Linked DNA regions of Mus musculus: region 1 is linked to region 2. A link is a contact called in public Hi-C data. All regions are on one chromosome and are shown on one strand. Each heading gives the region's core, a stretch centred on a gene start, on an enhancer-like site or on the middle of the called end of the contact. The rest is flanking DNA. Distances are from core to core; before and after follow the strand shown.

Evidence for each region. Hi-C and Micro-C count contacts between places; a contact is called where the count stands out from the background.
Region 1: a Hi-C map of bone marrow-derived macrophages shows a contact between it and region 2, with 29 read pairs. The contact joins two enhancer-like sites. A contact is called at or near these places in 1 of 15 datasets of contacts at CTCF or cohesin (large pre-B cells), 10 of 484 Hi-C or Micro-C datasets (B cells, the G1E-ER4 cell line, adipose-derived mesenchymal stem cells and 7 more) and 1 of 115 datasets of contacts at active chromatin or transcription factors (CD8 T cells).

Annotation. Positions count from the first base shown.
Region 1 is chr2:126,516,729-126,523,435 of GRCm38.p6, reverse strand. Gm26697 (a long non-coding RNA gene) reads left to right here. Exons shown (of 4, transcript XR_866700.3): 4 at 1,342-2,235. Among named protein-coding and RNA genes, the nearest start is that of Gm26697, 26 kb to the left of the region's middle. Within about 2 kb of position 3,050, at least 14 of the 459 cell types and tissues checked have an H3K27ac peak or open chromatin away from gene starts, as enhancers often do. A contact at or near this core is called in bone marrow-derived macrophages, where this site is marked.
Region 2 is chr2:126,384,113-126,390,539 of GRCm38.p6, reverse strand. It overlaps Atp8b4 (ATPase, class I, type 8B, member 4), which reads left to right. Exons shown (of 28, transcript NM_001080944.3): 15 at 1,134-1,299. Among named protein-coding and RNA genes, the nearest start is that of Atp8b4, 100 kb to the left of the region's middle. Within about 2 kb of position 2,694, at least 13 of the 459 cell types and tissues checked have an H3K27ac peak or open chromatin away from gene starts, as enhancers often do. A contact at or near this core is called in bone marrow-derived macrophages, where this site is marked.

The DNA.
Region 1 (6,707 bases), core at 1,801-4,300, 130 kb before region 2:
GTGAAACTCACTATACCTAGCTGTAGAGAAGATCTCTGTCTCAGTGGGATTCCCTAGCTCTATTATTCCCTTGTTTGGGTGACAATTGCTACTGTCCTTGGTAAATATTTTGCAGACCAGTTCTGAGCTACTGGCTCTGTCTTTTGTAATGCTTAATTAGTAACTGAATAGGTAACTTCCTTTCTGGACCTTGGAACAATGGGGAGACGTAACTATAACAGAATTTAATCTTAAAAGGCATTTATAATAAAATATTAAAAGAGAGCTCATAGATCCATACACCAGACAACGTGGGAATAGGGTATGAGTATGTGGGTAAATGATAATGCCAAAACTCCAGGAGGTGAGTTTCTGTGAAACTCTTTGCCTCTTGAGTGGCTTTTAGGCTTCTCAGCCTGTCAAGCGGACTTCACTGGAGTGTGTGTGTGGCAGAAACTTTCAGGTAAATGGACAGACCCAGAAAAGACTATATTGACCCAGAAAGTCACATGTTCCCACTCTCCCGTGCTCCCAGTCCTCAGACATGAATGCAACACAGAATAATCACAGAGACTGGGGAAGTATAAAGGGAGCGCGTGGGAGTATGAGGGACAACAGACTATAGGGGATATGAAGGGGATATGGAAAATCGGGACAGGGGTGCCAATGGGGGCCACTACAGAAGAAGGAGGAGGAAAAGGCGGCATGCTTTACGCTGTAGTTGTTTGATAACGCCCCAAGGACTCATATTTTTTTATGTGCACCTAAATCATAGATATTTAAATGAAGTTATGCTACTTGGGTTGACAGTGTTCATCACAAGAACCATAGAATAACAACCCCCTCCCCCGTACCCTCTTTTAAGATATGCACAGGACTCCCAAAACAATACAGATTATCAGTGATGCCTCCAGGGCCTGAGGGTAGGCCTTTACTGCTGAAGACGTTAGTTACATCCGTAGGACATAGGACAAGCATGCTTTGAGCTGGATCTAACTGAAAGCCTCCTTCCTGTAACCTGGCTTGCATAGCACCAGAAGTTCTTTTGTGAGCGGCCAAGGGAAGGAAACAATTAGTCCTACCACCCCGCCGTGATGATGCGGAAGGAGCCTGGAAAATAGCCAGCATGACAAGCTAGGTATAAGGGAGCAATAAGGGCACTCACACGTTGGTGGCAACCAACAGCTGCCTAATAGGACTTTATGCCGACTTGACAGGAAGGAAATCATGTCTGGTACTGGAACTAGGCCAGGTTCCTGGGGCTAGTGAGGTCACGGACTTTAGAAGAGAATCTAGTACCACCAGTTTACTAGACCAGCATAATTCCTAACTATGTTTTAAATGTTATCTTTGTGCCCACAGATAAGCGCCTTCCAATCCTATTCAAAGAAGCTTCTCTTTACACCAATGCGGACCGTTACAGAGCACCACAGCTGGACATAAGAGGGAGACAATGGTTCCCGGGAACCCGAGTGCCCGTGGGCAGAGCATCATCACAGCTCCTGCATCTCTGGCCCAGGAAACACAGAGGAAGAGGTGGTGGGAAGACTACCAGGAAGTCTGCCATGAGACTGTCTCTCATAGAAATGGCTGCACAAACAGGACCAGAACAACGGGCAGTATCAGGTGAAATGGTAACGTGGAAGCCGGTAATCTCATGCCGTTCATTTCCTAGGCAAAGACCCACAGACAATAATTGCTAAGAGAGTGAAAATTAGCTTCTCCCTGAGACGATCCCCCGGAGATAGCCACCCCGAAGTCACACCCTCACAATCAACACACACAGCCGCAGCAGACTGTACTTACATATCTGCATGTCTCAATAGTCATCAAAGAAAAAGAGGCTGTCCATTTGAGAGCAAGGGAGGGGACAGTGAAAGGGTTGGAGGCAGGGGACGCGGGAGGGGTTGGAGAGAGGTTAGGAAAAGCAGGGAGTGATGCAATTACCCTTTGATTAAAATGGATTAAACTTAATATAGTAAAGTAATTCTACCCTCTGCCTGTCAGGGCACACTGTGTACCTTTTCCTGAAACTCACCAAACCCATTCGTTTCTGCATAAACGTCTTATATTTCCTCTTTGCAAGAACAATCACTTAAGCACATTTTATTATTTTTTTCTCATTTTTATTTTGTTGTGCAAAAAAATATTTTCATTCTGAATTCCTTTTATTTGTGTTTCTAACAACCAGTTTTGGCTGGATAGGAATGTTTGTTGGTTTTTTGATGAGAGAATAAAGTTAAAAATTTCAAAGTAGCCTCCAATGACTGATAAAATTTTTTTCCATTTTTTTTGTTTTGCATATACTACATCAAAAAGGAGGGAAAATATATAAGAAAGAAAAAGAAGGAAAAAGTCTGAAGCACGTTAGCCTTAAGCTGCATTTATTCCTATAGTCCACTAGATGGCAGTAACACTCCGATAATAGCGTTCCTGTGGGTCTGAAAAAACCGTGTGCCCGATGATCTGCTTGGAAAGATACAGCATAATTGGGACAGTATTCCTCCAGGCAGAAATCTTCTAAAAACATGTACTCGTCAGTGGTAAAGATTTAACTGTAAATTATTTTCATTCCCCAGTAACCTATTATTATAGTTAAAAAAAAGATTGCCGATGAATAAATTTATTATTGATTTGTGATTGATAGACTTTTAAATCTGGTAAGATGCTACCAACAGCAGAAGTTACAGAATAAGATTCACCAAGACACCCTTTTATACTTAAGATCTCAGTTAAAATATCTTATCTTCTCATTTTTACTTCAACAATAATCCTGTTATTGAAAACTAGTGGAAGGGGGCTGGAGAGATGCTTTAGCGGTTAAGAGCACTGACTGTTCTTCCAGAAGTCCTGAGTTCAATTCCCAGCAACCACATGGTGGCTCACAACCATCTGTAATTGGATCTGATGCCCTCTTCTGGTGTTTCTGAAGACAGCAACAGTGTACCCACATATATAAAATAAATACATCTAAAAAAAATCATTCCAACTGAAACCACAGTTGCACAACCTCTTCGCTGCCTCTTGTGGCCCTGCTAGACACAGGTCCCAAGGCCTTCTGTCCGCAAGCTCACGTCAGCAACAAGCAGGACCCACAATTCATCTTGCCTCATAAATGGCTTTTCTGAGGTTCCAGGGAGCCACTTACTGCCTGCAAGTTTCATGACACCCTAGGTCCCCTGTTCTTCATCCTGAAATTTTGTGCAGTGCCTTGTGTCACCTGCTTGGGTTCCCTGGGATGAGATGGGATGGGACATTTAGAACCCCAACCGGAAGAAATGCCAACACGGTTCCAAGAGACGACTTAAGATACACCATTTATTAGCACACGTGATGTGTTCGGAACCTTGTTTCCTTGGGTGTGAGTGAGGGCAGTCCTGGAAGGCTGCCAGGAGTGAGTGAGGGCAGTCCTGGAAGGCTGCCAGGAGTGAGTGAGCTTTGGAGGTAGAGCAGAAGATGTGGTGGTTGGAAAGATTGAACACCACTGATAGGACGAGAGCCGAAACAGCTCGCAACATTTGGGTATTCTCTGGGGCAATATCACCCATCTGAGGGCAAGTACTAAAATTATAGTTAAATAGCAAAGATGGATGTGTGTATTATGTCTTAAAAATCAACCCAATTTTGCTGAATGTGAAAAACCCGATTTCAACCCCCAAATTAGAAAATGTTCAGCGAAAGAATGGTTGTCTCATTGAGATCTATAGAATGTGGAGTTAGGCAAGTGTTTGGTGTGAGTGACTACACTGATTTAGTTGTTTGGTGTCTCTATTTATGAGTTCACTATAATAGTTATTATTTTCCTTTTCTTGAAAATATATTTTTTCTGACATAATATATTGTGATTATGGTCTCCCCTCTGTTTATTCCTCCCGGTTCCTTCCCACCTCCTCTCCAATCCATATTCATAAATTTATTTTCTTTTGGCTTCCTTTGTATACTTAGGACTCAATTTAATCTGACTCTTGACTCTCTGGTTTTCATCCATTTGTACCAATGACAATGGTGATGGTAACGGGAAATTCAGGAAGACTCTGGTGTTTTCCATGCTCGGATGAATAGTAAATAGAATGCAAAAAAATGAAACCACAACACACATAAGACAACCCTCCTAAGAGATAACACTGTTAGACTAGACTCATTAAACTTTCCATGAAACAAAAAACCTTAGCGTAACTGAAAGCCGTGTGGAGAGGAATTATCATCTACTCAATGAGATTAAAATCACGACAGCACTCACATTCTTTTCTTGGTTTTCTTAGTCCACTCCTAGGAGTGAAGATACAGGAAGATAGCAGGACATAGAGATGTATGGGCCCATGCCAGTAATTCTCTTTCTCTTATGACCATTAAACATATGTATATATCACTAGCTCTGGAATGTATATTTTTGCTTCAGACATGAAGCTCAACGGTATGGATCCTGTTAACTATCTAATAAGTCTTAGATGCCTTATAGAAATGTCAAAAGTCGTAGCATAAAACCCATCATTCTTTCTATCCCATGGCCACCATTCTTTCAGTCTTCCTAGCAAATTAAATAACAGAACGCATGCTAGGCATGGTGGGGCACACTTAACCCCAGCACTCAGAAAGCAGAGGCAGGCAGATCTCAGGCCAGCCTTATCTGCAGAGTGAGTTTCATTCCAGCCAGAGTGAGTCTCTCTCTCTCTCTCTCTCTCATATGTATTGTATATATGATATATATGAAAAATGTATCTTTAGCACATATACAATTTATTCTATACATGGAAATGCAGACTCATATTAGGTCATATCTTTAGACCTTGTCCTTGCCTGAGCTCCCAGCTGTCTGATTCGGTATGAAATGCCCTTCCAAAGACTCATATAGTATCAATGCAACAGTGTTTAGAGATGCAGTATTGTTACGTGGTTAGAGCTTGAGGCTCCAACTTTATCAGTGAACTCCCCACTGTTGAATTCTTGGTAGGGCACGCTCTAGAAGGGTATAGTGTGTATCTGACTCATCCTCTTTAGCCTCCTTCTCCTCTCCATCCCCCTCCCTTCATCCGTCCCTTCCTTCCTTCCTTTCACAGTTAGATAGTATACAATTTATAAAATATAATATAAATTTATTGAAAGCAGATTCTTCTCTCATACAATATACCCCAACTCAGTTTTCCTTCTCTCCACTCCTCCACCTCACCACACCTACCCTCCTCCCCAGTCCACCCTCCCTCCATCTCCCATCAGAACCGAGCAGGCCTCTGATTACCATCTAGGACAAAACAAAGCACAATAAGGCAAGGCAAGAGGCCTCACACTGAAGCTGGACAAGGCAACTGAACAGGAGGAAGGTCTCAAGAGCAGGTAGAAGAGTTAGAGGCACACAGGAGTCCCACAAACACCAAGGTAATAGCTACAACATATGCACAGAAGACCTGGTACAGACCATTGTAGGCCTGTGTTTGCTGCTTCAGTCTCTGTGAGCATGTATGAACCCTGCTTAGTTGATTCAATGGGCCATCTTCTCCTGGTGTCCTCTGTGCCCTCTAACTCTTAGAACACTTCCTTTCCATCTTCCACTGGAGTCTCTGAACTCCTGGGGGAGCGAGACCTCCAATTTAGACTCTGACTGCATAATTCCTGGCTGTGCATCTCTGCATCTGCTCCCATCTGCTGCAGCCAGAGGGAGCCTCTCGGTGACAGCTGGACAGGCACTGATCCATGAGTATAACAGAATATCATTAGGAGTCATTTCATTGATTATTATTTTTTGGACCAGTCATGCTTGCTTCTACACTAGGTCTCCGGGCTATGCAGTCTCCAGTTTCTAGCTGTGCCAAGCAGTGGCTTGGCTTCTCTCTTGTGGAGTGGGCCTGAAGTTAAATCAGACATTAGATAGTCACTCCCACAAGCTCTGCACCACCATCACCACATCATGTCGTGCAGTCAGGACAGACTGTTGTTTAAAGGTTTTGTGGCTGCTGTCCACGTTTCTCTTTCAGTAGGCTGCATAGTACCCTTCTTCATCAAAGATAGAACGTAGGGGTGAAGGCTCGACGCAGGTTCTACCTCTCCATGTTTCCTGAGCTGTTTGGATGTTGCCCTCAGCAATGGTGTCTGATTGTCAGGTTTGGGAGAGCAACCTTCTGTCCTAGCATCAGCCAAGGTTGTTTGGAGATCACCACGGGACCCCCTTGGTCAACAACAACTCAACTGAATGGAACTCAGTTCTACCTTTGGAAGCCTTGTCTGGCTATAAGAAGTGGCCATTTGAACCTCTGTGTCCCACATTACTAGGAGACCTCACTAGGACCCCCACACTAGGACCCCCACACTAGGACCTCTACAGATTCTGCTGTTCTAGGTTTCCACCCTCCCAACCCCCCTCAATTCCAGCTTTCTCTCTGCATTTTCTCCTTCCATCCTGTCTCTCTCTCTACCTGGTTCCCTCATCTCTGTCCCTGCTTGCCCCTAGCCCTCCCATAAAATCTATTCTATTTCCCCTTTGCTGAGAGATCAATGCATCTCCCCCAGAACCTTCTTTACCTAACCTCCCTGGGTCTACAGATTGTAGCTTGGTTATCATTTACTTAATGACTAATATCCCAATATCCGCTTATAATTGGATACATACTGTATTTATCTTTCTGGGATACATAACATACTTATCTTTCTAGGTATGGGTTAGCTTACTCAGGATGATTTTTTGCTAGTTCCCTCCATTTGCCTGCAGATTTCATGATATCATTTTTAAAAAACAG
Region 2 (6,427 bases), core at 1,445-3,944:
AGTGTGAAGCTAGATGGTTAACTGAACAAATACTGCTCGTATGATTTCATCTTTGGAGGGGATACTTAATTTTAGTTACAAAGTCAAAGGTCCATGTTATCAGCCCTGGATATAGGAATAGAGTGGAAAAGCAGAGAGCCAAAGCAATTGCATGGTTGTCGGGTCCTTATAAACTGAGAAGTTGAGAGATAGTCTGCCGTGAAGAGACAAGGACATTTCATTACTTATTAGACTGTCATAAAGTTTCTAAACTTGAGGTTTAAATGTCTGAAAGATAGGGCATGACCACATGAAATCAACAAAAAGCCAAAAAGTGGAGATCAGGTTGGAGTTATTAAATGGAAAGAAGTACACAGCGAATGTGCTGTGTGGCACTATTCCTAAGGATATGAGAACAGAGGCCTCCTTAGGTCAGAATGGGGAACCAACGACAGACCAAATGATACCACCAAATTCTATCTTGGTTAGCCAATGAGTTTAATTGGGGTTCCTTAAAGCAAAATGGATGAGGGATTTACAAGGAGCAGAGTAGCTCAGAGAGCTGCAACACCAGAGTCCATCTTAATGTGGCAACCACCCACGATAGCTGGAAATGTGCACATCCTACACGAAGATCAGTAGGTTGGGGAGTGTCCTTTCTAGGTAGCTCTGTTGGTCTGAGCCTTCCCAGGGAGCTTGGTTGATCTCTACTTCTTCCAGGAGGTGTTTCTGGTCTGAGAGTCTCCTTTAGGGGTTACAAATGTCCTTACTGCTTGTATACCTGTGGAGGAAGGAGTCTGTTGAATCTGGTTGGCTTCAGGGACTTCCTGAAGCTATTCTAAGTTGTTTACTCACTGAATTTTAGGATCTTCCTTGCAGGATAAAATGTTTCACCCCACCTCCACCTTTAACATCTTTAATAAACTTCCCTTAAAGATGGAAGGCTGTACTCTGCTACTCAAGAGCATGTCAATGTCTACTAGAAAAATTTTTAGTTTTAAAACAATTCAGATGAATTACTGATTGCAGATTTTTTTTTAAAAAAATTAAGACAGATAATGGCAACCCATGAAACATGCAAAGGTTAAAAAAATGGAAAAGACAACTGATTATTTTTGGAAAAAGTTTGTTTTGGTGGTGTTGTTCTCTTGTAGGAAAAGGAGGCTACGGACTTCTCAAGCAAGTCGAAATCAGAAAAAACACTGCATTTCTTTGACCAGAGTCTAATGGAATCCATTGAGCTGGGGGACCCCAAAGTCCATGAATTCCTTCGCTTACTCGCACTCTGCCATACTGTAATGTCAGAAGAGAACAGTGCAGGTAGGTGCTTGAATAGTGAGCCTTTGAAAAAATGTAGCAAAGATAAGTATTAGTATGCAAATTGAGAGATTTCTGAATTAAAGGTAGATTAGACTATTCCAAGCAAGGTTTTATTTTCTCCAGATTTCTGTTTGTTTTTTATTCTGAATGCTTTTCAGAAACAAGAAAATTTATTTTTATTTGTTTTATTTATGTGTATGAGTATCTTAGCTGCATGTATGTCTGTATACCATTTGTAGTGCCCATGGGTGAGGGCCTCTGATCACCTGGAACTGGAGTCATAGACATTTGTGTGTTGCTCTGTGGATGCTGGGAATTGAACCTGGGTCCTCTGAAAGAACAACCAGCATTCTTAATTGCCAAGCCATCACTGGAGACCCCATAAAAATAGTAAAGAAAGAGAGACAGTACCAGTGGAAAGCTAAAGATCCAAATATGTCCTTCAGCTGGGATGAAATGCCTCTTAGGATTGAGCACCACACTTGACTGTGAAATTCTAGCATCCAGAACTCATAGGGAGGTGCAGTTCACATAGCACATGTCCATGGATGGAGCTGACCATACAGTGGGGATAAATCTACATAAAACACCGTAGTCATCATGCCGATCGGAGCCTTTTACATGCTACATGGTTATTTGGAGCTCAGGGTTTATAAAATACAGCAAACCCAGCTGGCTTACTTTACCTTTGATCCTGGGAGGCCACTGATGATACCAGAGAGTCAGCTTCTTCCTTCAAAGTCTAACGGTTTTACCTGTGTTGTTTCATTTTGCTACCAAATATTAAGTTAAAATTACTACCCAAGGAAGTAATGAGTGCTGAATTAACCCATTCTTTAGATTTTAATTGCTTTCAAGATTCACATAATTATATTTATGGCTTTAATTGATCTTTATAATATTAACACCACAAGGAATCCTTGTATTCCCTTCTGGGAATTGCCTTAAGGAAGTTTCTTTCATTTCTGCCTTTTGAGTTTATTTCATTTCCCAAACCCTATTTCATTTTAATAGCACTCCCTGTTTTCCATTAATGTTAGGATATTCTTTAGATCTCTTTGAGGATATTAATTATACTTAATTTGAAATTTGCTTTTGTTTCATCCAGTAAGCTGCATTTTATTGAGTGTTCTCTCTTTTTCGCTCTCCTCTGTGTCTCTGCCTCTGTGTATCTGTTGTCTCTGTCTGTCTGTCTTTCTCTCTCCCTCTCTGTCTGTAGGTCTTTCCCCTTCCAGCTTTCCCTCCCTCTCTCCCTTCCCCATTTCCCCTTCTCCTTTTGCATCTAACTTTCATGTTGTTCTTAAATGTTTGGTGATTTATGGTTGTCTGTTCCTCTTTGCGTGAGAGGCTTTCTGCTTGGTGAACGTCATTTATTACCATCGTCTGTTGCTCAAGTTCATCTGGATAAGGCCGATCATGTAACTGGTCTTCCGGTTGTGGGGTCCTCTGTTCTGGTCACCAAGGTTACCATCTGCCAGGGCTTTTCTGAGAGGCAGAATTGCATACAAATTCCTTGTCTTTTCCCCCCACACCCCTGACTCTGTGGAAGTCTGACACTACTGCACCCATTCACCTGTGGTCTCTGGTCCCTTTCCTGATGTGGCCTGAACACAGATAGTATTGCTTCCGCCTGTCATTCGGAGTAGGCTGGCTGGAGACGGAGCACAGTGGCACAGGAGTGCCAAGTGAAATTTTTCAGTGAGGTTACTAGTGAGGTCTCCCAAGATGCTGTTCTCATGAGTTCACTGAGTTTGGAGACTCTATGGTGCTTTGCCTTGCCTCTGCTTTCATGTTCTTCTGCAGATGTTTCTCTCTCTTTTTGTTTCTTTATTGATCAGACTCTCATTTTATCTTTCAGAGAGTTCTCAGATTTGTAGATTCATTTTTCAATTCTAACATGTTCAAAATTTACATTGTGCTGTGATTCAGTGCATCAAAGTATGTGCATGCACAACATATACACACTTATACACATGGTAGCTTGGTAAGATTCGACACTTACAAATATCCCTAGAGACACTGCTTGGATCAAGGCATAAAGCTCTTCCATCAGTGCAGAGGTTACTCCTGCCCTTTTTATTCAGTTCCTGTAAACTCTAGCCCACCCAACCACTGCTAAGGCTGCCATCACTAAAGATGAGTTTGTCTTCTTGTCCTCCGTTTAAGCAGAATTGTCCAGTATACACTCCGGGTTATGTTCTGGTATCATGCCAGTATCTCTGTTGTTAGTTTCTTTTTCTTTTTTTATTAAGCACCATTACCCTGTATGAACACACCACACCCATTTCCAGTTCTCTGTTAATGATATTAAATTGTTCTAGCTTTTGGTTGTCACAAGGACTTTTTATGTCTTTTCAAAATTCTTTGTTTAAAAACATTGGGAGCAGGATGACTAAACACTTAAGAGTGGAAATTGCCAGCTCATCATGGAAGGAAGGATATGTTTAAACTTCTAAGAAACTGTTCAACTGCTCTCAAAAACATTCAGGTATCATTTTATATCCCTGCTGTGTGTGCATGAGAGTTCAGTCACCTGCCTTCCCACCCAACATTGCCTGTGGCTGCTCTTACATTTTAGCCATTCTTAATGCTGGCTAATGCTTCTTGCCACCAAAAAGGATTTCTGGAGAGAAAGGAGTTAGATATTTGAATGATTTCAACCTTTTCTATCTCTGTCTCAAGACACTAAATTCCACTGTCAGGTTTCTTCTTAAGGAAGTGAGAGCTTGCTTTCCTTTCAAAGCTTTTGTTGTGGGATATTTTGCCCAAGCTCACGTGAATTTGTACATGCTAAAGAACACCAAATAAATAAATAAATAAATAAATAAATAAATAAATAAATAAATAAATAAACCCTTCTGTAGAAATGTCATGTATGGAGAAGATGAGAATACAAATCCAACACTAAAAGTTTAATAGTTAAAATTCAGCTTATGGTGGAGGATATTGCTGCAAGCTTGTGGCATTTGGCTCATGGGGAAGTGGCTTGGAGACACTGTGGTTTTCATCTGTGCCAGAGTAAAGTTTCAGAACAAGAGAGAGGGAAATCCAAGACTTTAGGAAGATTTTTTTTCTTTTCTTTACTTTCTTAGTAAATGACAATAAAATATGTTTTAAATTTTAAAACTCTTTTTTTTTGCCTTATTGTACCAATTTGGAAATTTGTTGAAGCTTGATAATAGCTTGGTATATGATTCATTTTAATAAACATTTAATAAATACTAGAAATGAGTGCATATTCTATAATTTGGGGATACTGTATTCTAACCATATACATTTAACAATTACATTCAACAATTTTTAAATTATATTACTCAAACTTCTATTCGTTTGTTTTTTTTGTTTGTTGTTTATTTAGTGAGAGACTGCTTTTCTATAGCCCAGGCAACCTTTGGGCTTCAGCCTTCTCAGTGTTTTCTTAAATGTATTATTTAGATAACTTGATTTCTCAGCTAATTAAAATATGGCAAGAGCCTCTAATAGAACAGCACACTTGTATGTTGATATTTGTAGTTCTACCAAAGCTTGCTTTATAAGGCTATATTTGATAATACTTCAGACTGTCTTCATTAGATCACAGCCTGTATCAGCATCCCTTGTCATTTTTGTTTTAGAATTCACTGTGATTGTTTGCTCTACTTCCTAGGTGTTTATACCTTAGCTTTTGTTAGTTTTCATTTATCTCTTCACTTACATTTGGACACATCTCTGGTAATCATATGCTTTAACATAAAAAACCAAAACCAAACCAAACAAACAAACAAAAAACCCCCAAAAAACAGCGTAGACAAAGCTAAGGCCAAAGAGAACAATCGATCTGTTCTCCTTTGTCATCACTACACTTAAATACTTAAAGCTCAGCTGTTAATAACATCTGGAGTCCTTTTCAACTATCTTATTTTGTCTTCTCTTTGTCCTACCTTTCCTTTCTTAGACTCTTCTTTCTTTTATTTGTCCTTTCATAGGTTGAGCCCCTTTGATTCCTGCTACTTTGAAAACAATGAACCTTTATTATTTTAGCAGTTAACGTTGGGACTTTAACCTAAACTCATGAAAGTCTAAGGCTTCTTTTGAGTAAAACAAAGATCCTTTAATAGCATCACTGCTGCCCTGGCACATGCACCATTTTCACCATGCTTTTCATTCTTTTAAAACCTCACAGGCGCTAGGTTTATAACTGTGTTTGATGTTTGTGTGATTCGCTCATTTGTATCTGCTTTATGTTCCTTAACATTTGTTTCTTCTTTTATCTGTAAATGATGTCTGTCTGTCTGTCTATCTATCTATCTATCTATCTATCTATCTATCTATCTATCTATCTATCTATCCATCCATCCAACCAACCATCTATTGATCTGTAAATGTCTATCTCCTAGTGGTAAATTCATAGCTTCCCCATTGCTGGTAGAACCATGAGAGACTCTGAAGTAACTATGTTATTACTGCTCCTTTTCTTTTTTTCATTTTTGAGACAGAGTCTTGCTATATTCCCCTGATTGCTGGTGTTCACTAAGTAACACAAGCTGACCTCAAATTCACAGAAATCTTCCTGCCTTTGCCTTTTACCTGATTCAGTCTTCCACTTATAAATGTATACTCAAGAATGTATGCAGGGAAGTAAGGTTTTCTTTTTCACAAGGAACCCATAGCACACCCACAGTTTACCCACTAATAGAAAAAACAATTATATAACAATTTATCTTTGAACACTATAAATGGAAAGTATTGATTGATCTATTAATGCCTACCTCTTCTGATTTATTTTTCAAACATTATATAATTTTATGTAAGTGTGGTTACATTTATTTTTAAGGCATTTTTAAGTCTTTCTTCATATTTCATTCTTTCCCTCTCCTCTTAGCTCCACTCCAGCACACACACTATTAAGCAACAAGTCTTTAACATCTTGTTTGATCCTTTACATTTTGGTAGAATTTTATATATTCAGTCTCATAAAAGATCATTAGTGACTTAGCAAAGGAAAGGTCAGACTGTGTGCTTCCCCACTCCTTGTTGTTTGATCTCTTTCTAATGATCATTTCCCCTCTTTCAGCCATGGGTCCCACCAGTATAAAAATGAGAATAAGAACTTAAGTAATCATCACTTCTAAAGGTTTACCTTGAGCTT